Linked DNA regions of Mus musculus: region 1 is linked to region 2. A link is a contact called in public promoter capture Hi-C data. All regions are on one chromosome and are shown on one strand. The core of a region is the stretch at or near the end of the contact, and the rest is flanking DNA. Distances in the headings are between cores, read along the strand shown. Region 1 holds the start of Ppp1r3b (protein phosphatase 1, regulatory subunit 3B). Region 2 holds the start of Mfhas1 (malignant fibrous histiocytoma amplified sequence 1).

Region 1 (6,920 bases), core at 1,456-3,955, 210 kb after region 2:
AGAAAAAGCTCCAGAGAGAATTTGCTGGGTCTGGTCTGGTCTGGTCTCAGGGCTGTGCACACACAAGGCGGTTCCTAGAGAGGGAAACTCTAACTGAACTAGCTTTACACACGATCAATGGGCTGACCAACTCAATTTTTTTTAAAGGATTCATAACTTAACAAATTGAGTTATTCATATCCACTGCAAAATGTTGTTAGAAATATTCTTCCCTTTTCAACTTTAAGGTAGGTATTTCTTATTCTGTTTAAATATGCATTAAAACTGAACACCAGTTGCATAATGGCATGTGGTCCACATTCCCGACTTCCCCACTGCCCACCCTTGAAAAGCTGGGAGTGAATGGGGGAGAGGTGTTCACCCCTGCTAGGCACTTACTTCCTCCTGACTTGAGTCAGCACAAGGATTAGAGTCCCTCTGCAGGTCCTCCAAGCTCTGGGACCAGCCTCAGGCATGCCTAGCAAATGCTGAAAGGTTTCTCTGAAGCAGCTTGGTAGAAAATGGTGGGAAATTCTCAAGTGGAGGCGGAATACCAAAGCATGCTAAAGACTCTGCTGCCCACTTACCACCCAGGAGAGCACACTCTTGTGTTCTAGTCCCGCAGGCTCGGGAGCTGAGGCCATTGGTGAAGTTGTACTATTGGAGCCTAGCATGTAAACTCACCATGGCAGCTCCCTTTATTATTAAACTGTAAGAACGAGCTGAATTGACGGTGGAGAGACAAGTTTCTATTCAGAGCCTGAGCTCAGGAGACAGTCCCAATAACATTTTCAAGAACTTTTTTTTTGCAAGATTCTTCCATGAGAGGCAAATGTGAGTGAGGTTCTTCTGATAGCCCAGGAGTTACCACTGGGACTCCTGCCCTGCGGAATTGCGTAAGCAGTCCTGGCTTGGAAACCCTTCTTTTTTTCCCTCTGGGTATCATCATCATTACAGGTTAAGGACATTTACCCTTGTGGCCTCTATCAAGGGTGCGATGTGGCAGTGGGTTGTCCTCACAGAACATTCCAGCTTTTATTAACCTCATGCTCATCCAAGAACTGGTGTAGTAAAGTGCTTGTGTGAGTTTAGCTTTCCTGACTCTCAGCTATGGATGTCTCAACAGGACTGTGACAGTGATGATGGCCACTTAGAAGTACTTTCCAGAAACCGAGACAGTCCACCAATAGTTAAGTCCCCTAAAGGAAGGCAGCTGGACAGGTGCTTGAGGAAACATCTTCACAGCCACACACTCGTGTATGTACTGAAGTCCTTATTCTGTCTCCAACACTGCCCCAGGCTTTCCTTCTACCGAGGAAACAGGCAGTAGCAGAGACCACCGATGCACATTTGAGCCGGTAAAGCGACACAGGACCTGGACACAGTTGCAGGACAGGATCCCAGGAGCCTAAGGAGCTGTTTCCCAAGAACAATCACACACCCTGCTTTCACGTGGGTGCCTCAGAAGTCAACTGCCTCTGAAGAGAGCTTGGGCCAGGTTTGGGACGCTTGCAGAAATACCTTCTGTGTCCTACTGAAATAATGTGGTCTTTCAAGATGCTGCCAGCCTTAGAAGGCCAGTAATATTTCTTTTAAGCTTGACAAGTCTGAACAGAAAAACAAAAACAAAAAACCAAAAAAAAAAAAAAAAACCAAAAACCAAAAAAAACAAAAAACAAAACAAAACAAAACAAAACAAAAAAAACCAAAACCCACAACCTGCCTAGCTTCAGGCAGTTGAGCGACTGAGTTTCTGACTGAGACCTTCTTTCTGCAACTCTTCCTCGCTGATGTCAAAACCAAGTTAACAATAACCCACCGCAACACTACATTAGATAAATATCCTCAACCAATTCAAGACACCACCATCCACTCCTCCCCCCCCCTTTCAGCAAATCTCGGTTCTCTCCCCAAATGTCTAGCTGATACTTTTATATGTATGAAGTTGACATTGGCCCCCTTTTGTATACAGACCCTAATTATTACAGTTTTAATGTATACACCCCTCAATCCTTGAAGAGAAATGTTTTTGAATAGGGCCGCATAATGAGCAGTCAGGTAGCTTTGAATGAGGCAGCCCACACCAGCTAATAAGGGCCAAAGACAGCAAGAAGCTCAGGCCTAAGAAGGCCTCTGCCCAGCTGAGCTTTAACAAACGAAGAACTCTCCGGGTTTAAGGGTTTCTTCTGAGGTCACTTGCAGCTTTGACCTTCAAGGTTGCTAATAGGGCCCCGATGCTTCTCTTTCTACTAACTTTCCCCTAAATGGCCCTAGTTTACTTCAGCTGTCTCTACTTTCTCCCTGGCTCCTGGACGTTCTTGCCAAAGGGACCAGTTCCTTCCCTGCCTAGGCTGAAGAAGCCTTTCTTTCTCCTGGACCCGCAAGCTGAGACAGGGCCACATTCCAGCAACTCTGCAAGTTCCCCCACTCAAGTCTTTTTCAACTTTCTCTGTTTCCCCGTGGGCCTGCCATCCCCTGTTCTGAAGCTGCCGTCCGGTTCAGAGCCTCTCCTCTGGGTTCAAAACGGTAGCTGTGAACAAGTCCCTGGGGGAAGGTCAGCGAGTCCCCATCCCACCAGACACAGGGTGTGCCTGCACCCGCCCTCGCCCCAGCTTAGACTGGGTCTGCACCTACCTCTCCCGGCGGCGCCGCAGCCGGGGCCGCTGCTCGCTGGCCTCATGGGAGAGCCTGAGAGAAGTGTCAGGGTTGATTGCTGCCACTGAACTACGTGAGCGTCGGGGTGTCCCGGGGGTAGGGCCTGGGCTTAGTTCCCGGAGACGAACAAGGAGGAGGAGCCCAAGTTATCACATCAGGGCGGGACCTGGCGGCGGGACAGCCCAGATGGGGGCAGCGCCTCGCGAGCACCCCCACGCGGGCTGCCCCGTTCCCGGGTGGAGCTCGCCTCGAGCCCATTGCCTTCCGAGACCCGAGACGACACAGCGTGTGCCTCTTGCCTGTGTGCAGCAAAAGGAGATCTGAACCTAAGTGGGGAGTAGTAGGGACTGGTCCGCACTACTTGATGGAGTCAGGGCTGGGACACGGGTTTCTCGCGTCTATTTCGTAACGGGAAACTGAAGCCCCGGGAGCTTGTATTTGGACTCCAGATTCTGCCACAAAAAACTAGAATTATCTTCCAAAGTGTCACATCTCAGGTTGGGGATGTGCCACGTTAGGACTCGAGACATCCTTTCTGTTCAGGACACGTTTCGCAGGCTAACTCGCTTAGGGATCTCGGGGGTCCCCTCTAGGCTCCATCCCAGCTCCGGTGCCTGAGATGTTTCTGCACGCTGAAGCGACAAGCCACCCGAGCCCAGCTAGGGGATTCTACTACCTGGGAGTCAGTGTTAGTGGGACAAATGGTAAGTGTCGGAGAACTCCCCCGCGTGCCCCTCACCGCAGATTTCCTGGCTCTGGACCTTGAACTAGAGGCTTGAGGAGGTACGTACCCGGTACCACTCTTGAGTACGGAGGGGAGACCCTTCAGCCCGCCCCACCATCTGAGCTGGGTGACAGTGACAGCAACCACGACGGCAAAAGTGGGGCAGGCACTCGGCTTGGTCCACGCAACAGCAGCCCTCTCACCTGCTCACTGGATTGCAGCACTCTGGATTCCAGCTCCAGCAATCTGTGGCTCACTTTAACTTTCCAGCCACCTCTCCCCACTAAGGGTGCTATCCAAGACCACCTTACCCCCACCCCCACGTGAACGCAGGACTCAGCCAATGAGCTTCCGGGACATGAGCCGCAGACCAATAGCTACACTTGGGGCGAACAGCACTCTACCACGTGATCTGCAGTGTGTGGCGAGTGACAGGGCTGGAGTCCAGGATCTGGGAAGGGGACAGCGGGTCACAATTTCATCAGGAACCGGGGTACCCATGCCAAGGGGTGGAGGCGATTTCCTACGGTAGAAGGTCCGGCTGTAGAGAGACGGACTGAGGAGCACAGGCTGTGTGCAAAGTTCCCCACTGCTAACAAAGTTCTAGCTAGATGGTAGACTCCCAAGTGTGGAAGGCAGTGTTGTCTTTCCTTTGGCCCCTCCTTCTCCCGCCCTCTTAGGACAAAAAGCCCCAGGGTTCACAGATGGCCATGACCTTCTCAGAATGCCCAGAAGCAAGTGTTCTCTCCCCATTTTGATTTTATCTGCAGCAGTAGTGTCCCAAGCATTCACTGGATCTTGCTTTTGTGGCTGTTACTCTAGCAAAATCTTTCCCTTAGCGATGTTATCTGGCAGAAGAGCATGACTCTCATGCTCACAGTACTGCACAGGTGAGAGAGGATTAGTAAGGTGGGTGTGTTTAGGAAACAGCCTGACTTCGGTCCATACAGTAGCCTGGAGTTCTATACAGGGTCTGAACACTTTAGGAAACAAGGATTCCTCTTGGGAAACCTATGGCCCTGAGCAGCCACTTGAGTGAGGTAGGCTCATGGTTTTCTACCTTTAATGACTAGTGAAAATTTGGGAAGTTGCTAATTGATACAGGATTGCCAACTTTACAAAGTGTTAAGTCAACACACTAAAACAAACAAATCTACCACCCGCCCTTTCTGTTTTGAAACAGCCTCTTATTACATAGCTCCAGCTGATCTCCAACTTAACCCTGTAGTACAGGCTAGCTGCAAACTCATAGCCTTCCTGGGTTATAGGCACGCACCACCACTTACTGACTTTTTTTGTTAAGTTTTTGGTTTTTTTGGTTTTTTTGACAAGGCTTTTGTGTGTAGCCCTGGCTATCCTAGAACTCACTCTGTAGACCAGGTTGTCCTTGAACTCAGTGAAAGAGAGAGAGAGAGAGAGAGAGAGAGAGAGAGAGAGAGAGAGAGAGAGAGAGAAGAGAGAAGAAGAAGGAGGAGGAGAAGGAGGAAGAGGAGGAGGAGGAGGAGGAGGAGGGGAGGGAGGAAGGGAGGGAAGGAAGGAGGGGAAGATGGGGTCGGGGGAGACACATGGCTACTGGGTCCAGTGGAGAAGGTTGATTGTAGATGTGAAGGAGAACATAGCCATAGGCAGAGACATCTGGGAGAGTCCAGAGCAAATGTGACCCTGAGCTAGGCTACGTGAGGAGAGGAGGGAGGGGAGAGGAGAGACCAAAAGACCAGGAGGATAAAGGGTAAATGAAAAGACTCAAGTAACAAAAATGCCTAGACAGCTTTTATAGGGAAGGGCAGCTTGGGGAAGGGCAACCCAGTCCCTGGGCTGAGAAGTTCTGGTTGGGGTAGGGCATTAGAAGAACCTAATGACCATGTTTCCTTTGATATGTTAAATAGTCACCTTAGTTAGCCACTTGTTCCGGGTTTAGATCTAATACTCAGAGATCTGCCTGCCTCTGCTTCTTGAGTGATAGGTGTGTGTGTCACCTGGCCCAGCTACCCCTGACTTTAGAAAAGTATTCTTGCTTTGAGAACAACAGGACACAAGAAGATCATTATTCATTAACTCCTATTGGATGCATTTAGACTTATGGAAATTGACTGTTTAATATGATTTGGGGGCAGTTTACACTAAGGGATATAGGAGCAGCTTTCAATATGAGTAGACATGCAAGTTTATAACACTAATGGGTTATACTCATCTGATACAAGTGTAAGCATCCCCAGCCCAACTATCAGGGGGCCTTCCTCTCTTCCTGATGGGTAAATGTATAAAGGGCCACCTGTGGATCTGCTATTGCCAACTGAAAATCCCCTTGCATTAGCTAAAATTCAAAAGTGAATAAAGCAAAGTTGTATTAGTCAGGGTTCTCTAGAGTCACAGAACTTATGGGTTGTCTCTATATAGTAAGGGAATTTGTGGATGACCCAAAGTCTGTAGTCCAACTCCCCAACAATGGTCAGCAGCAGCTGTGAATGGAAGTCCAAGGATCTAGCAGTTGATCAGTCCCACAGGCAAGCAGGCGAAGAGAACAAATCTTTCTTCTTCCAATATCCTTATGTAGGTATCCAGCAGAAAGTGTGGCCCAGATTAAAGGTGTGTACCACCATGCCTGGACCTAGGACTTGCTTTCTCCAGATGACCTTGAACTCAGAGATCTCCTTGCCTTAGTCTCCTGGGATTCATAGCTACTATGCCTCAAGATCTCCATGCCAAGATCCAGGTCAAAAACTTGTGTCTTCCAGCCTCAAGATCTGGATCACAGGTGAGCCCTCCAATTCTGGATCGTAGTTCATTCCAGATAGAGTCAAGTTGACAACCAGGAATAGCCACTACACAGGTGCTGGCTACAATTCCAAATGAAGTGAGCATGCCACCAGAATGAGCAAAGACAGAGCCAAAAGTATTGCAAAATATATTCAGGCGAGGGGTGATCAGACCCTAGCTGGGAAGAACTTGGAACGAGCAAATATCATTTTATAGTGCGAGGGTTTGGAGTCATCTCTTACATACATCTAGGAAACCGTGGGTAATAATTTTCCTCTGTGGTTCAGCCGACTATTTAAAATCAGGAGAGTGGGCTAAACTTAGTGGTGGGACACCACAGTCTTAGTAGGTAGGAAAGTGGCGTCTATGGGTTTGAGAAGAGCAGTCTTTTTCTACAAATACAATAGAGCTAACTGGGATGTGTCTGGTGGACCTTGGGGCAGACAGCCTAGAGCCTGAGAGCTGGCACCATCCTTAGGATTGTGCCTGTTCTTTCAATGTATGGCAATGAAGAGAAAAGAGAAGGTAGGCACACCAAAGTCCCTCTTAAAACATATAGCATTGAATTGGCCTTAGTTTCACTTATTAAAAATCACCCCTCCCAGAAAAACAAATCAAAAGACTTAGCAGTGGCCAAACATAGAAATGACTCTTCTTCCATAATGTTCCCCCCAAGGCTGTCAGAAGCAACACTGTCTTCTTCCTTGCCCTGGGCATCTGGTGCCTCAGTCCTTATTCGTTTATTCAACAGCAGATTGAGTAGCTGCCATGCAAACCTGCTCTGTAAAATGCTTGCAAACTGATT
Region 2 (6,417 bases), core at 1,597-4,096:
TCCATTGGTCCCTAAGAGCAGTTTATGCAGCAGCAATGAAGCATCTCTCTGGAAAAAGACATTGAGGATGTCAATGAGGCGGGTGAGGTTGTGGAAGACATGCTCCTTGAGGGCTGGGCTATCCTCAAAATAGAGCAGTTTGCCGCTCTCGTGCAGGTAGGAAAGAGCACTCTGGAGCCGGTCCTCAGTCAGACCTGCCTGCAGGCCCAGGCGGGCAGAGTCCCACCAGCTCAGCCACAGTCGTTGTGCCTGAGGTGGCTGGAAGTGCAGTTCCTCCAGTACCTGCCAGGATCGAGGCAGGACTCGGTGTAAGTTGGGAAAGATTTCTCGGTGCTCAGCTACAGAGAGCAGCTTGTCTCGAAGGCGTTGCAATTGGAGGGGGTCCCGGCAGCTTACGGGCAACACGGGAGAGAGGATCTGCAACCGGTGGTTAAGCAAGTATTGAAAATGGGCCTTGCGCCTCCGAAGGTTCTTGTCTGAAACACCGTAGTAGGCTGCGTGAGGGCTGGCAGAGCGCAGCTCGAAGTCCCGAGCCAGGGCCTCATCCACCACCTTGGCTAGATGGCTAAGGCCCTCTGCATCGTTCTTCTCCTGCAGGGCAATCTGTCGGTGAATGTCCAGACATTTCTCCTCAAGCTCCCGCTCCCCACACAGGTCCGCATGCGTGCCTACAATACACACCACAGCGTGAGGCACCCGGGCCCCCACCCGATGCAAGAAGGAGCCCACGGTGGTAGGGAAGCAGCGAGGTTCATAGGTGGCCAAGTTGACCACGAGCACATACAGGGCTCCAGGGGAGAGGAAGAAGGGCTGTATCACCTCATAGCTTTCATCACCGGCTAAGTCATACACAATGAACCGCAAGCCCCGGGAAGCATCCGCTGTCCAGCTGGTCACCTCGATGCCCTTACTACCAAGGGGAGGGAAAGGTAGGTAGCTCTTCTCCTTGTCCCCTCCACCTTGCCCTCCCTCCACTTTGTCCTCGGTGAGGCAATGTCGAAGCAGGGTCTTTCCTGCAGCCTTGTGGCCCATCAGGAGCAGCTTGAGCCGGGGCTGCACGGCTGGCTGCGAATGCGCCAGTTCCTTCTGGTAGGCTGCGATGTAAGGGATCCCCTTCATGCAGACTTCGTAAGGGGGCTGAATCAGTGGGTTGTCCTTGATTTTCCACAAGCCTACCCGGGAGAGCTGGCCAAAGTTGTCCGGCAGCACAGCGATCTGGTTGCCCTGGAGCACCAGCTCCTCCAGGCCAGTCAGCTCCACAATGGAGTCTGGCAGGTACCGGATGCGGTTATTATCCAGCCACAAGGTGAGAAGCCGACCCAGCCCGGCGATAAGAGAGGGCACTGAGGTGAGCTGATTGCGACTAAGATAGAGCTCCTCCAGACCAGCCAGGGGCAGCAGCGCAGCAGGGAACTCCTCGAAGAGGTTGGAAGAGAGGTTGAGCATTTTGAGCCTCTGCAGACGGCTGAACTCGTCGGGCAGAGCCTGGAGCCCGTTGTTATCTAACATGAGGCTCTCCAAACTGGCCAGCTCGCAGAAGCCTCTGGGCAGCGTGCCAAGCTCGGCCCCGCTAAGCCAGAGGATCTTGAGGGCACGCAGGGCACTGATATCCTCAGGTAGGCCTCGCAGCCGGTTGCTGGAGACGTCGAGCTCCTCCAGGGCAGCCAGCTGCAGCAGCTGCTGGGGAAAGGCGGTGAGCTGGTTGTGGTCCACGTCAAGGGTCCGAAGGTGGTTGAGGCAGGAGAAGGAATCTGGCAGATGCGCCAGCCGGTTGAAGCTGACATCCAGCTCCTCCAGGTGGGCGAGGGCACCCAGCTGGGCAGGCAGGGCTGGCAACTGGTTGTGGCTCAGGTTGAGTTTGCGCAGCTCCCTCAGGGCGCTCACCACCTCGGCTCCCAGGATGGTCAACCGGTTGTGGCTGACGTCCAGTTCGGTAAGGTGGTGGCCTAGCTCCGCCACCGCAGGGGGCAGCCGGGCAAAACGGTTCCTGCGCAAGACCAAGACGCGAAGGCTGCCCAGAGCTGACCCCAGACCTTCAGGCACATCCTCGAGGCCGTTGTTCCCCAGGTTCAGCACCTCAATGTCCCCGATGTTGGCCGGCAGCACCAGCTGGGGGGCGTCGGGGGACTCCAGTGGGTCGCCTCCGGCCCCTGGGCAGCTGAGCGTGAGCTGGCGCAGGTTGCTCCGCAGCTTCCTGGCTCTCAGGGCGGCGTCCCGCCACAGCCTCACCGTCTTCAGGTTGCCACTGTCCTGGCCAGCCATGGCGGGGCCCCGCGCCGACAACCCTCACGCCGGTACCGGAGCCCGCAGCTGCATGCCGCGCTGGACTCCGGCGGGCGCCCAGCCCCCGGGCCCTCTAGCTCCCGCTGCTCCCGGGCCACCACCCCTGCGCGGCCGGCGGCCGTGGGTCCTAGCGCAGCCGGTGGCGGGCGGCAGCGACGCAGGCAGGTTTGAGGGGCTCCGGGCAAGCGGCTCGGAGCTGGGCTGCGGCCGCGCAGCGCGGCTCGCATTCTCCGTGCTCCTGGGCCATGGGCGCGCCGGGCAGCAGGGCCGCCGCCCGCCGCGCCGCGGAGGATGCCTGCTCCTCCTCCAGCTCCGCCCGCCTCGCCGAGCCTCGGTAGCCGACTCCAGCCCCGCTACCCTCGCAGCGGCGGTCCGGAGGCCGGCGGCGTCACCTCCGCGAGCTGCAGGAGGAGGGCGGCGCTCGGCTCCGCGGCGGGCATGCTGCGGGCGCAGGGCCGGGGAGCCGGAGGTGAAGGCGTCTCCTTGTCTCCGTTTCCCCGCGGCTCGGGCGGGAGCGCGAGCGCCGCGTCCCCGGCGCTTGGAGAGCGCGATCGGGAAGCTACAGCGCCGCCCGGTGGAGCGGCCCCCACGTGACCGGCGGAGGCGCCGCTTGTTCCCGGCACCGCCCCTGGGGCGGGAGTTGCAAGTAAGCGCAGGCTTTGGGGTTTGGGGGGTCCAGCTACAGTGGGGCCGGCGACGTGGACTTCGCCCTGCGCCAGGCGCACCAGATGCGGTCCTCAAAGCTGATGTGGGACTCCGGGGTCTCCGGGTTGGTTTCTCCTGCATCAGGTTCTTTGTTGGTCCTGGCCTCTAAGGATTTCTTATTCATCCCTAAGCATAGGATTTAGCTGGCTTTCTTGCTCATCCTTCCCATGCGCCATACATCCACACCTCTATAGAGCCGGCAGAATTTAAGGACCTGGGTGTCCAAGGAGCTTAGAACAAGAGGGTAGTTATAAAAGGCAGATGGGGGAAAAGCAAAGAACCTTTTAATCCATTTGATAAGTTAGTTATTGGGGACTATTTGTACTAGGTCAACCGAAGCCTAGTTTTCAGCTCCCCTGGTTTGAGCCAGCACATCTCAGGCCTGTTGTGGGTGGCTGGGGGTTGGAGGCCATGCAAGATGTCTTAAGTCTGTACTATCCCATTTAGCGCCACAGCCGAATGCAACATGCTACATCTTGAATCCGACATTCCCCGTATTCTGTGGATTCAAAGAAATGACCGTATTATCAGACACATTTTCGCTATTGCAGGGTTCAGTGTGGGCTTGTTTCCATTGAGAGGAAGTTGGTTTGAGATCATATCTATACTCAAGTAATCTCCGAATTTATCAAAGCCGTGAAACCTGTCAAGACCGCAGAGATCACCTCTACCACTCCTTTCCAGTTGCTTAATCACTTTATCTGAGGAACACCGACAGGCAACAACTGGTTGAAAAGGACAGTCACTTTCATCGAGGGTGTGGTCACTGATAGCTTGCCAAAGCTCCAGCAGTTGGCTCCATACCACGATAATAAGGGCAACACAAATTAGACTCAATTTGCAAGCAAACAAGCTATCCTTCCATTGTAACTGTCTTCAGAAAACTCTTCTCCATTTGTCATTAGATAATCGATCATTTTGTTTATCTGCTTAAGAGAGCTGAGTAGTGCCTGGGACCTGTCAGCTTTTAGGCATGCCCCTTATCACCCCGGCTATAAAGGAGGTGAGTTTGCCTGCAAGGAACAATCCTCTACTTGCAAAGTCCTGAAAGATCCCTATGGCTAGAGTGATTTTTTTCCTCAGTTCTAGAGTTTGAACCCAGGGTTTCCAGCATGTGAGGCAAGAGGCAAGGTGACTTCTGGGAGCAAAGTTCATACTGAGCAAGCTTGGGAAAAGCCTGTACAAGAGCCCCTGAAGCTACGCATGTTCCTGCAGGCCTGTCACTGCAGCACCTGAGGGACTGAATGAAGCAAGAGGGTTTAAAGTGTGAGGTCATGGTAACATTAACTTCTTCAAGCAAAGAAGAACGTGGAGTTCTTTGAAAGCCAGGCTACTAAAAACTAAAATGTTAAATCAGGAGAAAGAATATTTTAAGTAATGGGAGAAAGGAAGAAAGGAAAGAAGGAAGTGAGGAAGGAAGAGAGTGAGGAAAGGAGGGAAGGGGGAAGGGAGGGAGGGAGAGAAGGGGAAAGGAAGGAAGGGAATGGAAAAGAGAAGGAAGGAAGGAAGGAAGGAAGGAAGGAAGACGGAAGGAAATGGAAAAAGGAAGGAAGGAAGGAAGGAAGGAAGGGGAAGGAAGGAATGCAGGAAGGGAGGGAGGGAATGGAAAAAAGGAAGGAAGGGAAGGGAAGGGAAGGGAAGGGAAGGAAGGAAGGAAGGAAGGAAGGAAGGAAGGAAGGAAGGAAGGAAGGAAGGAAGGAACTAAGTTCAAATAACTTCTGCCATGGATACTCATCCTGACCTCCTGAGCCTATGCTCCAATTCTAAGTGGTTAATTTTCTGTTGTGTCTAAGGGACATGCCCTCTCCACATTCTAGAACATTCTATATATGACCTTAGATTTCAGGTGTCGGCAGCCTCCAATCTGGATCTAGAGCAGTGTAGTTTGTGACTGGGATTTCCTCCATGGCCCCCACACAAAAGTCTTAGTCCCTAGCATGTCACTATTGGGAGGTAGCCAAAACATGAAATAAGCCCTAACCAGAGGAAGTTGGGTCATTGGGTTGTGCTCTCAAAGAAACTAGTGAAACATCATACCTTCCACTTCCTCTTTAACATACCAGGTGGCATGAAACAAGCACCTTTCCACCATATGCTCCCCTGCACCCTTCCACCCGCATGCACCCCGCTCTGATGTCCTGCTTTGACAGAAATTATAAAATCCGGACATGCTAATTGATCCTGGAGTGAGCCAAGATCAAGGTTTTTATTTGTAAGTCCATTAACATAAATAGGATGAGGTAGTACCTTGTGCTCATTAAAGGGAATCAATCATGTGTAATTATATATATATATATATATATATATACATATATATATACATATATATATAAACATAACAATTTTAGGGTTGTACAAGGGGCATTACTAGCTGTGTGCCCACAAGGCTTCTCACTGGTGTATGAAACTAAGGTTAGGACAAGCAGAACCCACATCTGTGTGTGTGTGTATATATATACATATATGTGTGTGTGCATGCACATATATATATATATATATACATATACACATATACACATATACATATATACATATATACACACATACATACTAGCACATTTATATATTTAGGTATGTAGAATATGGGCCTCTATAGTTACTCCCACATCCTGCAAATGGCAGGTTTCTCCCATCTCCCTTTTCCTAACACAACTGACTCAGTTTGGCAAACACAGATTCTGATTATCAGAAGTTCTCTTGCCTTGGATCCTTACCCAACGTCATGGATCCAATCCGCAGACTTTCTAAAACCTTCCAAGTGTAGGCCTTTTAGTTAACTTGTCTTTCTTCCTCTGACACTGTAGCCCCTGAGTATAATAGCACCACTGAGCTGCTCTGTGAGTATGATAGCATCCCATGCATAGAGCCTTGGCCTAGAGTTTAGGGTGCACAGTCTTTTCAGGGCTGGAAAGAGTCAGGCTGTAGACATGAGCCTCAGATGACAGGAGTCCCTAGGCATCCCAGATAAAGATCTTCCATTTACTTATCTGTCAATACCTGCCTGAATGAAGGAACAGTGTGCTCTTATCCCTAGCTAAGACTGGCTACAAACTCCAGCTGAATGTTCCTGTCCCTACACATCTTTCCTGTATTCCATCTTCGGCATCCTTGACTCTCCTCCATCTTGACAGATCTTTGACTCGCACCCAAGCTGAAGTTTCACTGCCACCCATGTGACCTTGTACCTCTCCGAGATCTCCACCCTTATCATATCATCAGCCTTACCCTCTCAAAGGGCACTTCACCATTTCCTCTCCTGTGAATATGCATTGAGATGGGAAACTTCCTTTGGATGCTGGCTTCTTCTCGGGTCTCTCAGGTATGTAGTGTCATATTACAGTTTTCTTTTGTTTTGTTTTTTGTTTTTTCAAAAAGAACCTGGTAAGGACAAATTATTTCCTCCCAGGGATTAAGTTTGCAATTGGAGTA

The links. Capture Hi-C pulls out chosen DNA fragments and counts their contacts.
Region 1: a promoter capture Hi-C map of adipose tissue shows a contact between it and region 2. The contact joins the promoter of Ppp1r3b here to the promoter of Mfhas1 in region 2. A contact is called at or near these places in 6 of 484 Hi-C or Micro-C datasets (CD4 T cells, the HL-1 cell line, cardiomyocytes and 3 more), 1 of 115 datasets of contacts at active chromatin or transcription factors (memory CD8 T cells) and 2 of 9 other capture datasets (adipose tissue and liver).

The regions. Positions count from the first base shown.
Region 1 is chr8:35,372,447-35,379,366 of GRCm38.p6, reverse strand. It overlaps Ppp1r3b (protein phosphatase 1, regulatory subunit 3B), which reads right to left and starts at 2,705. Exons shown (of 2, transcript NM_001364452.1): 1 at 2,614-2,705.
Region 2 is chr8:35,584,218-35,590,634 of GRCm38.p6, reverse strand. It overlaps Mfhas1 (malignant fibrous histiocytoma amplified sequence 1), which reads right to left and starts at 2,846. Exons shown (of 3, transcript NM_001081279.2): 1 at 1-2,846. The coding sequence starts at 2,262. Gm16793 (predicted gene, 16793) reads left to right here and starts at 1,615. Exons shown (of 3, transcript NR_040376.1): 1 at 1,615-1,797; 2 at 6,023-6,307.